Linked DNA regions of Zea mays: region 1 is linked to region 2. The links are chromatin contacts, called in public Hi-C maps. All regions are on one chromosome and are shown on one strand. The core of a region is the stretch at or near the end of the contact, and the rest is flanking DNA. Distances in the headings are between cores, read along the strand shown.

Region 1 (6,827 bases), core at 4,170-6,669, 600 kb before region 2:
TCTGTTTCTGACATTTTCACGGCGCAATGAATTAAATTGTTTTGGTTTGTCCTACCTGCCATTTTTATCTTAGTGCTCAAGGCTGGTGCTTTTGTCTTCGAAACATTAAGTATTTTGTTGTGACAGGTCTCTGCAGAATTTTGCCCACATATTATTTTCAAAGGTCCTCCAGGATCAGGAAAGAGATCTTTGTGCAGAGCTGTCCTCACTGAAATTTTTGGCGATTCATCTTTGAATGTACAAACTTGAAAACCAAATATGAAATTTTATGTTTATATATATATATATATATATATATATATATATATCTATATATATATCTATATATATCTATATATATATCTATATATATATATCTATATATATATCTATATATATATCTATATATATATATATATATAGATATATATATATATATTATGCTCAGCACAGATTTCATCAAGTGTTTCGGCTTTTCCAGGTCTCTCACTATTTGAAGAGCTGCAATGGCCAGGTCTGTTCTGTCATTAATGCTTATTGTTAGAGTGTGTGTTCCTATGTGTTGCTGGGCTGGCACCACTGTTGGGCCACCGGCCCATTAGGGTTAGGGTTCCTGTATCTCTATATATTGTAAACCTCCTCTATGCAATGCATCAATCAAACAATCACATTCTTACATGGTATCAAACTAGGTTTCCACCCACCATTCCCACCACAGGCGTCGCCCACCCTTGCCTAGGAACAGTAGACGACCACTGCTTCGGCGCTGTCGGCCTCGGGAGCCTCTCCCTTCACTCCCGGGGTTGGCCCCCAGCCCAGTCGCCAGCCCTGCTTCCCCTGACGCCTACCGACCGCCTCTTCCCGTGTGCCACTAGCTAGTGTCCGTGTGCCCGACCACAATGCATGCCTAACGGCCACCCCATGCTCCTCCCTCGGAGGACGCGCCCGTGCTCCGCCTGGCCGACACCACCCGCCCAAGCCGCGGGGCCCTACGCACCTCCCCTCCCGCCGAGATCTGGTCAGCGCCGACTCGCCGGCGGAGCTCCGCCCCGCGTGCCACCTACATCTCCCCGCCGAGATCCGGCCAGAGTCGTCGGCGCTGCGCGAGCAGGCATGCGGGCACGAGCTGTCGCCACCGCGCGTGCAGGCCTGCGCACCCGCGGAGTCGCTGTCGCCTCCTCCCCACTCATGGCTGGCGGTCGTCTCCCCCCGGATCTGCTGCTGCTCCGGCGACCGATGCCGCCCTTCCCTCTGCCTCCTTCCCCTTCCTCAAGTCCGCCAGGCCCGCTCCCTGCTCTTTCTCGGGCACCCCCCCACGGACGCGCCTGAGCTCCAAGCTCCTGCTATCCCATGCCCGCCTTCCTCAACCGCGGGATGTGCCGGCCCCCTTCCCTGGCACCCCTATTCTAGCACATGACACATGCGCCTCCTCTGCTCAAGTCCGCCCCTGCTGCTTTCCCCTTGGCGCCGCCTGCCCCCTCCTCCGCCTGGTTGCGCCGTCGCCCCCTGGTCACGCCTCCCACTGCTAGGCGCCCAGATCCGCACGACCCTCCCTCCTCTCTGGGTGTGAGCACGATGGCTGCCCTTGTCCCCAATCCGCCTCTGCCGCGCCTCCTAGCGCCGCCGGCCGCCCGATCAGAAGCGTCCTGCGCCTCTCCTTAAAGCTTCTTCCGTCGCTGGCGTCGACACCCCTTGCCAGACCCGGCGCAGGCCCCTGCCCGGCTGGTCCCACCCCGTCGGCCTCCGCCTCCATAGCCGTCATCATTGGATCTGTCACTGCCGCGGCTTTCCCGGTCGGATCCACCGCTGCCGCGACCTTCTCGGCTAGATTCGTTGTCCCTTTGGCCGGATCACGGTCTTCATGGCTGGATCCGTCGCTGTCGTAGCTTTCCCGACCGGATCCGTCGATACCCCTTCTACTCTGCCGCGGGCACGACCACCCTGACTGGCGTAGACGCGCGCGCTGCCTCTGGCCTCCTTGGCAGGGCTCCTCGACGACCGGATGACAGAGGAAGGAAGAAGGTCCCCGATCTACTGCTACTCTTCTTTTGTTGCATCGCCCTGCCGATCGTTGACGATCGAACGTCGTCCCCTCCCGAAGAACAGGCTACCACTGCGTGTCTCCTGACCACGACCACCTCGACTTTGGCTACCTCGGCATACAGGGGCTATTGTCTTCTTGGAGTGGACATCGGTCTCTGCTCTAGCCGCAACATTCACATGCTCACGACGCTGCGACTGCGGGGGGATTTCAACCCGTCTGCTCGTACCTTCGGCTTCTGCTCCAGTCTCATCGTTCACGGTGCTCCCGTTGCAACTGCGGAGGGATGTTAGAGTGTGTGTTCCTATGTGTAGGTGGGCTGGCACCACCGTTGGGCTGCCGGCCCATTAGGGTTAGGGTTCCTGTGCCTCTATATATTGTAACACTCCTCTATGCAATACATCTGAGAAAAGCTTTCCATAATTCAGCAGGGGTCCATATCTGTGCCTATTCTCGTCCCAGTTTCATCCAGCAATAACCATGTGGAACTCCACATGAGGTTTCAATCGAAGAACGCTAGATATGCTTTGATGACTCTAGCAAATGAAATGTCTGATAAGTGTAAAATCACTGAGCCAATTGTGAGAAAGAGCTTTAAAGGTATAATTCACTCTCTGCAGTTCTGCAACATTGTTCCTTGATGTGCCATTTCATTTGAACCATTAATAACATGATTCTTTGTTCTAGTGATTGTTCTCTATGATGTTGATAAAGTCAGCCAAAATAACCAGCGTCTGATAAAATGGATAATAGATTCCTCCTCTGATGCATGCAAGATAATAATGACTTGCCAGGATGAATCTAATCTCCTAGATTCTATAAAGAGTCGTTGCAAGATTATTTCAATTGGTGTGCCCAGTACACGTGAGGTGAGTTCTCATTTTTAGTAATAAGCCAGGAATCATATGTTATCTGTGATCAACTATAAATCTAGAATTCATAAGACATGACATAGTTATTTGGCTTTATTAGTAGGTTACTTTCACTTGACATGGGAAAAGTCATTATAGATAAAAATAATCCCTCCATTCCAAATTATAAGATGTTTTATTTTTTCTAGATATATAGTTTTTGTTATGCATTTAGATACACATTATGTCTAGGTATGTAGTAAAATTCATATATCTAGAAAAGGCAAAACATCTTATAATTTTAAACGGAGAGAGTAGCACAATGAACATAAATATTTCTTAATAGTTTATAATGTTTTAATATTTCTGTCAGGTGGTAGATATCCTTACCTATACATCAAGAAAAGAGAGTTTTGATCTTCCTACAAGTTTTGCTACTACCATTGCGAATCAATCCAGGAAGAACTTGAGGGAGGCTATATTGGCTCTAGAGGCATGTAAAGCCAACAAGTACGATCACCGTGTTCCTCTAGCATGAAAAGGCTTCTCATCACTGCGCTAGGTCTGTTCATTATATTTCATCAGTATCTAATTTTGTTTTTGTTTCCCTTTCAATTTACCCAGTTATCCCTTCATTGATGGACAAGCTATACCACTAGGATGGGAGGAGGTTCTGGAGGAACTTGCAGTAGAAATTTTGGATGATCCTGCCCCTAAAAGGTCTGACTGTAGAATTAGAAGAATTTTAACTGTTGAATGTTCATATTATTCTTTGTTCATTGGGAGGTTAAGCTATTACAATGAATATACTGTTTGGTGACTTAAATACTTAATATTTGTCATTATGTGCAACAGTTTGTGTGATTGCATCCTACTAGTCCATTTGCATAACAGATGGGGAAAAATTGTGTAGGTTATTTCTGGCACGAGGCAAGCTCCAAAAACTCCTGGTGGAATTTGTACCTCCTAAACTAATACTCCAGGTAAATTATGCAAACTAGAAATTATATTGTTACAGGTAAATTATTGTTATTATTTATTTATTTATTTATTTATTTTGTGCTTCAGGAATACTATTTTCTCAACAGAGATAACTATGCATATGAACTTCATTCTCAAATCTCTTGCAGAAGCTCGTAGAACTCTTCTTGAAGGGAATTCAGACTGGCGTGAAGAGGGAAGTCTACTATTGGCATGCCTACTATGTGAGCTTGTCTCTCTCACACCATCCAGTTCAGCATGCACTTCCCTGGTGAGCAATTTTAATATATGAGAATAATGAATTTCAGGACAAGAGGTTGCCTGTTGGTGCAAGTGCTCTGCTTAAATTGGAAGGTAATTTATTTCCCCTGCATTCCAATAACTAGTGCTTGTGGTACTAGAAAGTTTTCTTTTGTATTTTGGGCACGGGGTCCATTTGAGTTGCTATCGGACAAGGCATATTGTCAGTGCATTTACGTGTCGTCTTCCATTGGCTCTGTCAACCACCGGAATTCCCTGAAGTATCGTTTTCTCTTTGTTCAGAATTCGTTGCCAAGTTCATGAGCATCCACCGGAAGAGCATGTCGCATGAGCCCAAGATTCCTGAGGTGCCGCAGTGAAACCTGGCAGAGCATGTCCTCGTGCGGTTCGGCCGTGTCGAAATCCCGTTTGTGGTGGTGGTTTTTCTGTTTTATATAATTCACCTTACGTGATCAACTGTCATGGTCCATGTTTTTCTTGTTCTATGTATATACTATATGGTACACATATATGCTACTACTGAGTACACAAATATGTCCAGCCGAATAAATGTCTATACGGCTATACCATCTGTGTTGGCAATATCTTGTTGCAAAAGTTTGGGAGTGGACGTATAATAATCTTTTGATTTGAGGTACGTGAATTTTGGCTATCAGTTTGTTCTTTTCTTTTTTAAAAAAGGTAGGGAGGTTTTGGGTATCAAGCTAGTAGGCAGTAGCCAGTAGCAGAAGTACGGATGGGCCGCAGACAACTTCCGCAGGCGGCACGCCACGCTTTTTGCTGGACTGCTACGATTACGAACTAGACAGCTTCATGGGCGGGCTTATTGTCCGAGTGGTTAGGCGGCCACTAGCCGACATGGTCTGTGCCGTGCCAGTCTGGTGGAGCAGTTGGAGGCAGCGCGCCCGGGTTCTCGCCGGGCCCCGGCCTCGAGCCCTCGAATGCTCGAAGCCCCGGAATGGAACCCGCGACTGTACGGACGGGCGTCGGCCTCCGCGTCTAGGGACTAGGGTCCACTCCCGCGGTGAACGAGGTCTTCCCACGGCGTGGCGTCCGATTCCCAAGTATATTCCTTCGCCGCCGTGGCCTGTGATGAGACGGGGAAATCAGATGCGGTGCCGGTGTGCAGCCTTCCACTCCGCCCTGTTCCCCTGAAGCGCGTTATCCCTCGCGTGGCGCGATCGGCACCGTCCACGTCACGGTCGTGCGGCCGTCCGATGAGTCGATGGGACGCCGGGGCCCACCCGTCATAAAGCGAAGGCCTATAGCTGCCGGAAATATCACATTTGATTCGAGCCAGTCAGCCAGCCCCGGAGCCCTGGACAGCAGCAGTGAACTCGAGGCCGCTCCGCCACCTCGCCACTCGCCTCTTCTCGCTCTCGCCACCGGGCCAGGGAAGGGACCATCCGATCGGCTCCGGTGAGTGGCGAGGGCGCCTCCTCCTTCCTGTTTCCCTCTGATCCATCGCTTGCTCGTGCTTCTCACCTTCTGATGACGCTGCTTTCTCCGTTTTCGTGCGCCTGCCCTGCCCCCTGAGCGCGTTCGTGTGTGTGTGTGTTTTTGTTTCTCGCCGATGCGCATGCGCCCGTTCGGTTGGGTCCTTAGCTTGGCCTTGACGCTTCTATGGTGCGCTTTCCTGTGCTTAATCTGTTGGTGATGTATTTAGTGATCAGAGGCGGGTAGTTTAGTTTGCGACCGTTTCTCTTCGTTGATCCCCTCCCCCTTTTCTACGTTTTTATGCAGGTTTCATGTGTTTTTCTTATATCCTGTTTCTGATTCATTTTTCCCTAATTCCTTTTCCTAAACTCTGGTGCCCTTCAGTACTAGTCTTTACTACTGCTAGTAGTATCACAAACGGCATCAACATTTTTGTTCCCCACTTTATCAGTAGTATAATGGAAAAACGTCTGGCGAAATTCGGAAATACGCTTTTGGGATGCTTCTGATAACCAACGAATGTGCTCTTCCTTGTTTTAGATCCTATTTCAATCTGAACTTTCCGCATGGATCCTTTTTTTTTTATTAGGCTTGTTTTGATTTCACTCCTGTATTGGGTTTTGCTCTACGTAAAACCAATAGTGGATTTGTTTACACGGCTCGGTAGTTATGCTACTCTGGCGATCGAGTTATGTAATTATGTTACTCTGGATCGGCTTCGATTTGTTCTGGACAGGATCATTACGCTGTGTGGCTTTTGTTTGCTTCACTTTTCGAGAGCGTCCCTTTCTTGTTATGCATGCTGAGTTTGCTATAAACATGTAGCAGCACTGCACTGCACTACAACCTCGTTGGCACTCTATCCGTCCTCTGTTTTTTTTTTTGGTGATGACAATTGTTCTGTTTCCCATCTGGTTCTACTCCATGTTTGTAGAAGGCGGTGCTGCGATTATTCAGTACTTGCGAGCATGTGTTTTTTTTGTACTAGCACTACCGTGTGTGCACGATTCCTATTTTTGTAGAAGGTGGTGCTGCAATTGTTCAGGACTTGGTTGTTCATGTTGTCTCGTGCGGAGTTGTTTAGGATACTGATGTCATCTCTTCGTATATTGCTTGACTAAGATCATGCTAGTTTTGATTAGGTAGCTTGCATAGAAAAAGCTTGAGTATGTATGTACTAATCAAATCGCGCCCTGTGGCAATCCCGTACATACATTAATTTCACTTGGCATTGTTCATTGGCATCTTTCTTTATGCTATCTGCAGTAACGTAGAAG
Region 2 (6,691 bases), core at 1,942-4,441:
CAACTGCTGTCTGGTGTAATTGCAACTGCTGGTCTGGTGTGATTGCAACTTCTATATAACTATGTCCAAAAATCTGTTAAAACAAACAATGATTGCAACTACTGTCTGGTGTGATTGCAACTGCTGTCTGGTGTAATTGCAACTGCTGGTCTGGTGTGATTGCAACTTATGTGAAGAGGTTGAGCCGTTCGCGGAGAAAGAGGGGCGTGGGCAAGTGAAAAGGTTCTGTCGGGAGCGTGCGGGAGGGACGAAGACGTGTGGGAGGAACGAAGACGGCCTAGGTGGGATGGTTGGCTCGGACCTGACGCGTAGGTTCGGCCTGGGTGCATTCTCTATATTGAATGCACCCAGGTGTAATATATAAATACAGTATATATATATATATACACACTAAATATCATGGTTTAAGATAATTTGTTTCTAAACACGTATTGCTAAAAGTGATATAAAAAATGACATCTTAAAATCGTATTATTCTAAAATAATGGTTTTAAAATACTTTGTTTCCAAACAAGCCCTAAGGTTGGCATTGCCAGGGCTATGAAGCATAAGGGTCTTTTGAGAAAGCCCTTGGCAAGAAGGTATTGTAGGATTATGGAGAGACTACGCTAGCGTAAAACAAAATTTTCAAATTCATAAAATTAGGAACTACAATAGTTATAGATCATGGTATTACCACTAGACGCGCAGATACATTCAGTCGGCGATGTGTCGAGCAACAATGTCGTTCAGTTGTTAACGCGTTGAATAGTGTCGTTCAATCGGTAATGTGTTGAGAAGTGTCGTTTAGTCAGCGACACCTTTCACGTCTTCACGCGGTTCGCTCAAGTGCTCTAGATGCAGCACCTCTAAGGTATCCATATGTATAGGGAGGAAGTGATCACGTATCGGATAGCTAGGTCCGCAATTACGATACGGCAAGGGCGAGGCGCGGCGGCGATTAGGGTTATCCTTTGACCTGTTACACCTTCACCTCTCAATATATAGGAAGCTGGTGGGAAAACGATCTTTTATAGGCCTTGAAGTCTGCTCTGGTGGGTCGAGTTTGGGCTTGGCTTTCAGTTGCATAGAGCGCAACATCCCTTTCTCGGCCTGAAGCAGCCCCTAGAGCTACATGACACCGGGGGGATAACAACGTCACAGATTCAAGCAGCGTCGTGTTGCCATCGCGCTCCCATGAAAAAAATGTTGTGCATCTTTGATGCAAACCGAGATGTTTGCATCCCCTCACAACTTATTAAACGGGCCTAACGAAGAAGTGCCTTGAGCCGATGAGAATCAAGCTTGCAAATTCTGAGTCCATCGGTTAGACGGCTACATACGCTTCAGCTCACGATGACACGGAATAAGACAAGGTCAGCCTTGATCGTTTGACTCCTCCCACAACCAGCAGAAACATAGAAACCCTACCGTCGCAGAACGTCGACGTCGTCGATCACTTCATCGCTATCGATCGCTTCTTCGCTTAGGGGATGTGGTCAGCTGTGGCGAAAGATGAGGAAGATGCCGATAGGTTAGGCGGCAGCTGTACAGGAGATAGGGTCGGTGGCCGAGATTGGGTCTGGTGGCCGCAGTGACCGATGGGATCGGTTGGGATTCTCGCCCATGACCATGAGAGCTGCTATGCCAACAGGTGAAGCCGTAGCTGCTCATCAAACGAAGCCACACGATGGAGCCACGAAAAGATTTAGGCCCTGTTTGGTTTGGGGTGACTAAAGTTTAGTGACTAAAGTTTAGTCACTTTTAGTCTTTAAAGAAGTAAACATGGTGACTAAAGTGGGGTGACTAAATTTTAGTTCTTTAGTCACTAAGGGATGACTAAAAGGGACTAAAGTAGTATTTTTACCTTATTTGTCCTCTCCACTTTCTTCTTATAGCAAACATTCATTAATTAATAGGGGTAAAATAGTCATTATTCACAGCAATTAATGCCTTTTAGTCCGGTTTAGTCAATGGAACCAAACGGAGTACTTTAGCGACTAAACTTAAGTCACTAAAATTTAGTCTAGTGACTAAGGGAACCAAACAGGGCCTTAGCCAGAACGCCTGGAGCCAAAGCTGTGGAGACAGCTGGTTGGGCATCTTTGTTGGGCCCATTCAGCAATTTTGAGGGGCTGCAAACATCCCCGTTTACATCTGGAATGCACAACATTTTTTTCCGCTCCCACGCAGCATCATCAAGAACTGAACTATGTATGGAGTGTTAGTTTGGAATGCACAAATTGACGAAAATGGCTTTATTTTTATCAAAAAAAAACACATGGAAAAATCCGCTTTGAAGGGGACTGAGCACCAAGTTCGAGTGGCCTTTTTCTAGCAAAGGCTGCACGCAGGCAGTGTGTGCACGTAACCCGATATGATCGCATACAAATCTGACGTTATGCCACCTTTGAAGAAAGTATAATAACATGCAGTGGCGGATCTAGGAACAGGTTTAAATGGGCTTATTTCTCTCTTCCTTCCTTCTTCTCTACCCTGTATCTCGTTTTCCAATGGAGCGAAAGGCTTATTTTTGTCTCTTCTTCTTACTCCTCTCTTCTCTACCTTACACCTTCTCCAATGGACTTGCATGGATGTAAGGGAAGCTAGATCCGTCCATGATAAGATGATGTAGATGAGCTACAAGAGATGTCATGCCAGATTTATAGCGATGTGTAAGAAAGGTAAATACACACAGAGAGAAAGTGGGCTCCTCACTAGTAGCCATGTGAGAATGGGTTGTTCACAAATTCTAGTCACTTTGTGAAAGAAAGAGATAAAACATATATTAAATGCATAGCTTATATAATGAGAGGCTTATTATATAAGTAAGCTTTTAGTTGACTAAATGTGACATAATAACACCATAAAACCCGTTATATGCTACATTATTAAACTTGCTCTTAGTTTGCCTAAGGCTAGCTAGCCCGCCGCTGCTCTCTTTCTCTCGTGCCCGGTGCCCATAGAGATGGTAACGGGAAATTTATCGTTCACGAATAGCTCCCCATTCTCGTTCCAAAAAAATTCCCAACAGAAATCACCACAAACGGCTCTTGTGGTGCGGCGGCGATTAGGGTTATCCTTTGACCTGTTACACCTTCACCTCTCAATATATAGGAAGCTGGTGGGAAAACGATCTTTTATAGGCCTTGAAGTCTGCTCTGGTGGGTCGAGTTTGGGCTTGGCTTTCAGCTGCACAGAGCGCAACATCCCTTTCTCGGGCTGAAGCAGTCCCTATAGCTACATGACATTGGGGGAATAGCAACGTCACAGACTCAAGCAGTGTCGCGTTGCCATCATGCTCCCCAACGAACAAATGCTCCCATTAAAAAAAGTTGTGCATCTTTGATGCAAACCGAGATGTTTGCATCCCCTCACAACATGCTGAACGGGCCTAACGAAGAAGTGCCTTGAGCCGATGAGAATCAAGCTTGCAAATTCTAAGTCCATCGGTTGGACGGCTCCATACGCTGCTCACGACGACACGGAATAAGACAAGGTCAGCCTTGATCGTTTGACTCCTCCCACATCCAACAAAAACATAGAAACCCTACCGTCGAAGAACATCGACGTCGCCGATCACTTCATCGCTATCGATCGCTTCGTCCCTTAGGGGATGTGGTTAGATGTGGCGAAAGATGAGGAAGATGCAGATAGGTTAGGTGGCGGCTGTATAGGAGATAGGATCGGTGGCCGAGATTGGGTCTGGTGGTTGCAGTGTCCAATGGGATAGGTTGGGATTCTCGGCCATAACCATGAGAGTTGCTATGCCAACACGTGAAGCCGTAACTGCTCATCAAACAAAGCCGCATGATGGAGCCACGAAAAGATTTAGCCAGAACGCCTGAAGCCAAAGCCGTGGAGCCAGCTGGTTGGACATCTTTGTTGGGCCCATTCAGCAATTGCGAGGGGCTGCAAACATCCCCATTTAGGCTATCCGCAAGCGTTCCCCCTAAATTTTCCCCCTTATATCACTTTTTTGCGTCACATCATCAACATTTCACCCCCTAAATTTTCATCTCCCGCAACGGTTTCCCCTATATTATCCCCCTATACTCCACTACAACTATAAAATATTATTATCTACCCCTATTCATCTTTTATTTCTATTTTTGTTCAACTATTAAATAGGGGAGCACTGTGCAAGAGGGCGCTACAGTGCTCCCCTTGATCTGGGGGACGTGCGCGTCCTCCCCTACGCCTGTAGCACGTAGGGAGCCGTTTAGCGCGCGCCGCTGCAGCGTGAGCGTCGCTCTAAATCGCTACAGGGAAAGGGGAGCGCGGGTGTAGCGGATGGCGCTGCAGCTAGCCTTACATCTAGGACGCACAACATTTTTTTCGCTCCCACGCAGCAACAACCAGAACTGAACTACGTTTGGAGTGTTAGTTTGGAATGCACGAATTGACGAAAATGGCTTTATTTTTATAGAAAAAACACACGGAAAATTCCGCGTTCTAAAGGGGACTGAGCACTGAGTTCGAGTGGCCTTTTTCTAGCAAAGGATGCACACAAGCAGTGTGTGCACCCAACCCGACACGATCGCATACACATATGAGTATATGACGTTATGCCACCTTTGGAGCAAGTATAATAACATGAAGTGGTGAACCTAGAAATAGATTTAAAGGGGCTAATTTTCTAGTGACCAGTTGCGGAGATAGCACAAGCTGGTAGAGGCTTATTTCTCTCTTCCTCTCTACCATGTACCTCGTTCTCCAATGGAGCGAAAGACTTATTTTTCTCTCTTCTTACTCCTCTCTTCTATACCCTACACCTTCTCCAATAGACTTGCATGTATGTAAGGGGGCTAGGTCCGCCCATGATGAGATGATGTAGACGAGCTACAAGAGATGCCAATGCCAGATTTATGGCGATGTGTAAGAAAGGTAAATACATAGAGAGAGAAAGTGGACTTTTCACTAATAGCCATATGAGAGTGGGTTGCTCACAAATTCTAAGACGCTTTGTGAGAGAAAGAGATGAAACAAATATTAAATGCATAGCTTATATAATGAGAGGTTTATTATATGATTACGTTTTTAATTAGCTATATGTGACATGATAACACTATAAAACCTGATAACACTATAAAACCCGCTAGATGTTATATTATTAAACTTGCTCTTAGTTTGCCTAGGGCTAGCTAGCCCACCGCTGCTCTCTTTCTCTCGTGCCCGGTGCCCATAGGGATCGCAACAGGAAATTTATCGTGACAAAAAAAGTTCTAACAAAAATCACCACAAATTCACGAACGTTTGCGAGGGACGTTTCTTTTCCATCTATGTTCATCGCGAATAAATCTCCAACTAGGATCCCCACACTCGCTTAAACAACCACTATTTTCAAACGGACGGAGTACTATACTACTACTGATTATCGTACTGATCTCAGATTAACCGTGCTCACATTTTCCAATCATCCACATTGGTATTTTCTAGCGCCACTTGGTATAATACTTTATCCATATTGGAGAGTGACAACTCATGTGCATACAGTACGTGAAATTGGCATTTTACGGTGTTCTCACCTGTGCACTGTACCTGTACATTCAAACCAAACATGAAACGTCCATCCCAGCAAGATATGAACAAGACAAAATTAATAGCACACATCATGTTTATTAAAACATGGGGGCAAAGTTGACGCAGGCAAAAGGCAGATCGAAGGCCAGGAAGAGGGTTAAGGCTCGAAGCAGGCTCTAGCACTCCACAAAGGAGTTTGCAAAGCCATTCCTAAGATGACTCGATGCAGCAAAACTGTGGCGATGGCAAATCCGCGCGACCATCGACAGGCAAACGCTCAGGATGAGCTAGCCTCTCTTCGGCACACTGGTTCCTGCACACTATACACCATATCCCTCCACCCTCCTGCAGATGATCGGATTTTCACTCTACGTACCCTTGTTTAGCTGACCAATTTTCTCGTCAGCCTCTTTGCCGGAGGGATATCGTCAGACTTCCCCAGGAAGTCTGACTTGCCATGTCCGGCCTTCATCGTCGGGGCGGCAGGCTTCACGGCGCTTCGTGTTCTGGAGGTCACCGACATTTGCGACAGTTTCTCTGTGATTGATGAGACCTTCTGTACTGCTCGTCGACCAGTTTCAGGCAAGCTGCGTGAATGCCTAAGTACAGGATTCCCTACAATTCCGAGAAAAGAAGGCTCTAAAAACCAAGACCCAAATCTCATGCAAGGGGTTGGGCAATGCAACCCTATATAGCGAACTTGCCTGGGCTGTTCCGGGCTGGGACCCGATTTGTAGCTAGCTTATTGCTGTTCTCGGTCGGTTTTGTACTCTTCTGCGGTGGCTGACGATCCAAGTGAAGTTTTCTTTGTACACCTGTAATGTTGGTAAACGAAATAGACGATCAAACTAAACCCTGTAGATCTTGCTTGCTCCAGCCCAAGTAAAACACATAAGAAACATACCAGTCCTAGATAAACCGTTTGATTTTGCAGGTGCATTGCTATGAGATTTCATCGTAGATAGAGTCCCGGTCGAGAATCTTCTAGCAACACTGTTCTCGGAAATTCTCTTTGATCCAACTACAACAAATGAACCAAAGCATATGTAAAACAACAATATCCTAAATGAATTAGGTACAAAGCAAAATACTAGTCTGTTAACTAACCACATGGAGGTGTTTTAGGAAGCGATGAAGCTTTCCGACGGACAGGAAGCGGAACACATGTACAACCCTAAATATGGGTAAC

What was found. A called contact is a pair of places that touch in the nucleus more often than the background predicts.
Region 1: a contact with region 2 is called in a Hi-C map of ear, with 1.6 times the contacts expected there. The contact joins the promoter of LOC100284187 here to the enhancer-like site in region 2. A contact is called at or near these places in 2 of 25 Hi-C or Micro-C datasets (ear and endosperm).

Annotation. Positions count from the first base shown.
Region 1 is chr4:165,027,090-165,033,916 of Zm-B73-REFERENCE-NAM-5.0, reverse strand. LOC100284187 reads left to right here and starts at 5,419. Exons shown (of 9, transcript NM_001157083.2): 1 at 5,419-5,532. It overlaps LOC103653964 (Replication factor C subunit 3), which reads left to right. Exons shown (of 12, transcript XM_035967380.1): 5 at 2,449-2,620; 6 at 2,708-2,889; 7 at 3,245-3,381; 8 at 3,496-3,591; 9 at 3,785-3,854; 10 at 4,002-4,076; 11 at 4,161-4,206; 12 at 4,396-4,756. The coding sequence ends at 4,472.
Region 2 is chr4:164,425,096-164,431,786 of Zm-B73-REFERENCE-NAM-5.0, reverse strand. It overlaps LOC100192489 (putative protein kinase superfamily protein), which reads right to left. Exons shown (of 18, transcript NM_001137709.1): 15 at 6,610-6,676; 16 at 6,407-6,523; 17 at 6,207-6,317; 18 at 5,530-6,117. The coding sequence ends at 5,885. Among protein-coding and RNA genes, the nearest start is that of LOC100285750, 8.7 kb to the left of the region's middle. Within about 2 kb of position 3,191, at least 17 of the 20 cell types and tissues checked have an H3K27ac peak or open chromatin away from gene starts, as enhancers often do. A contact at or near this core is called in ear, where this site is marked.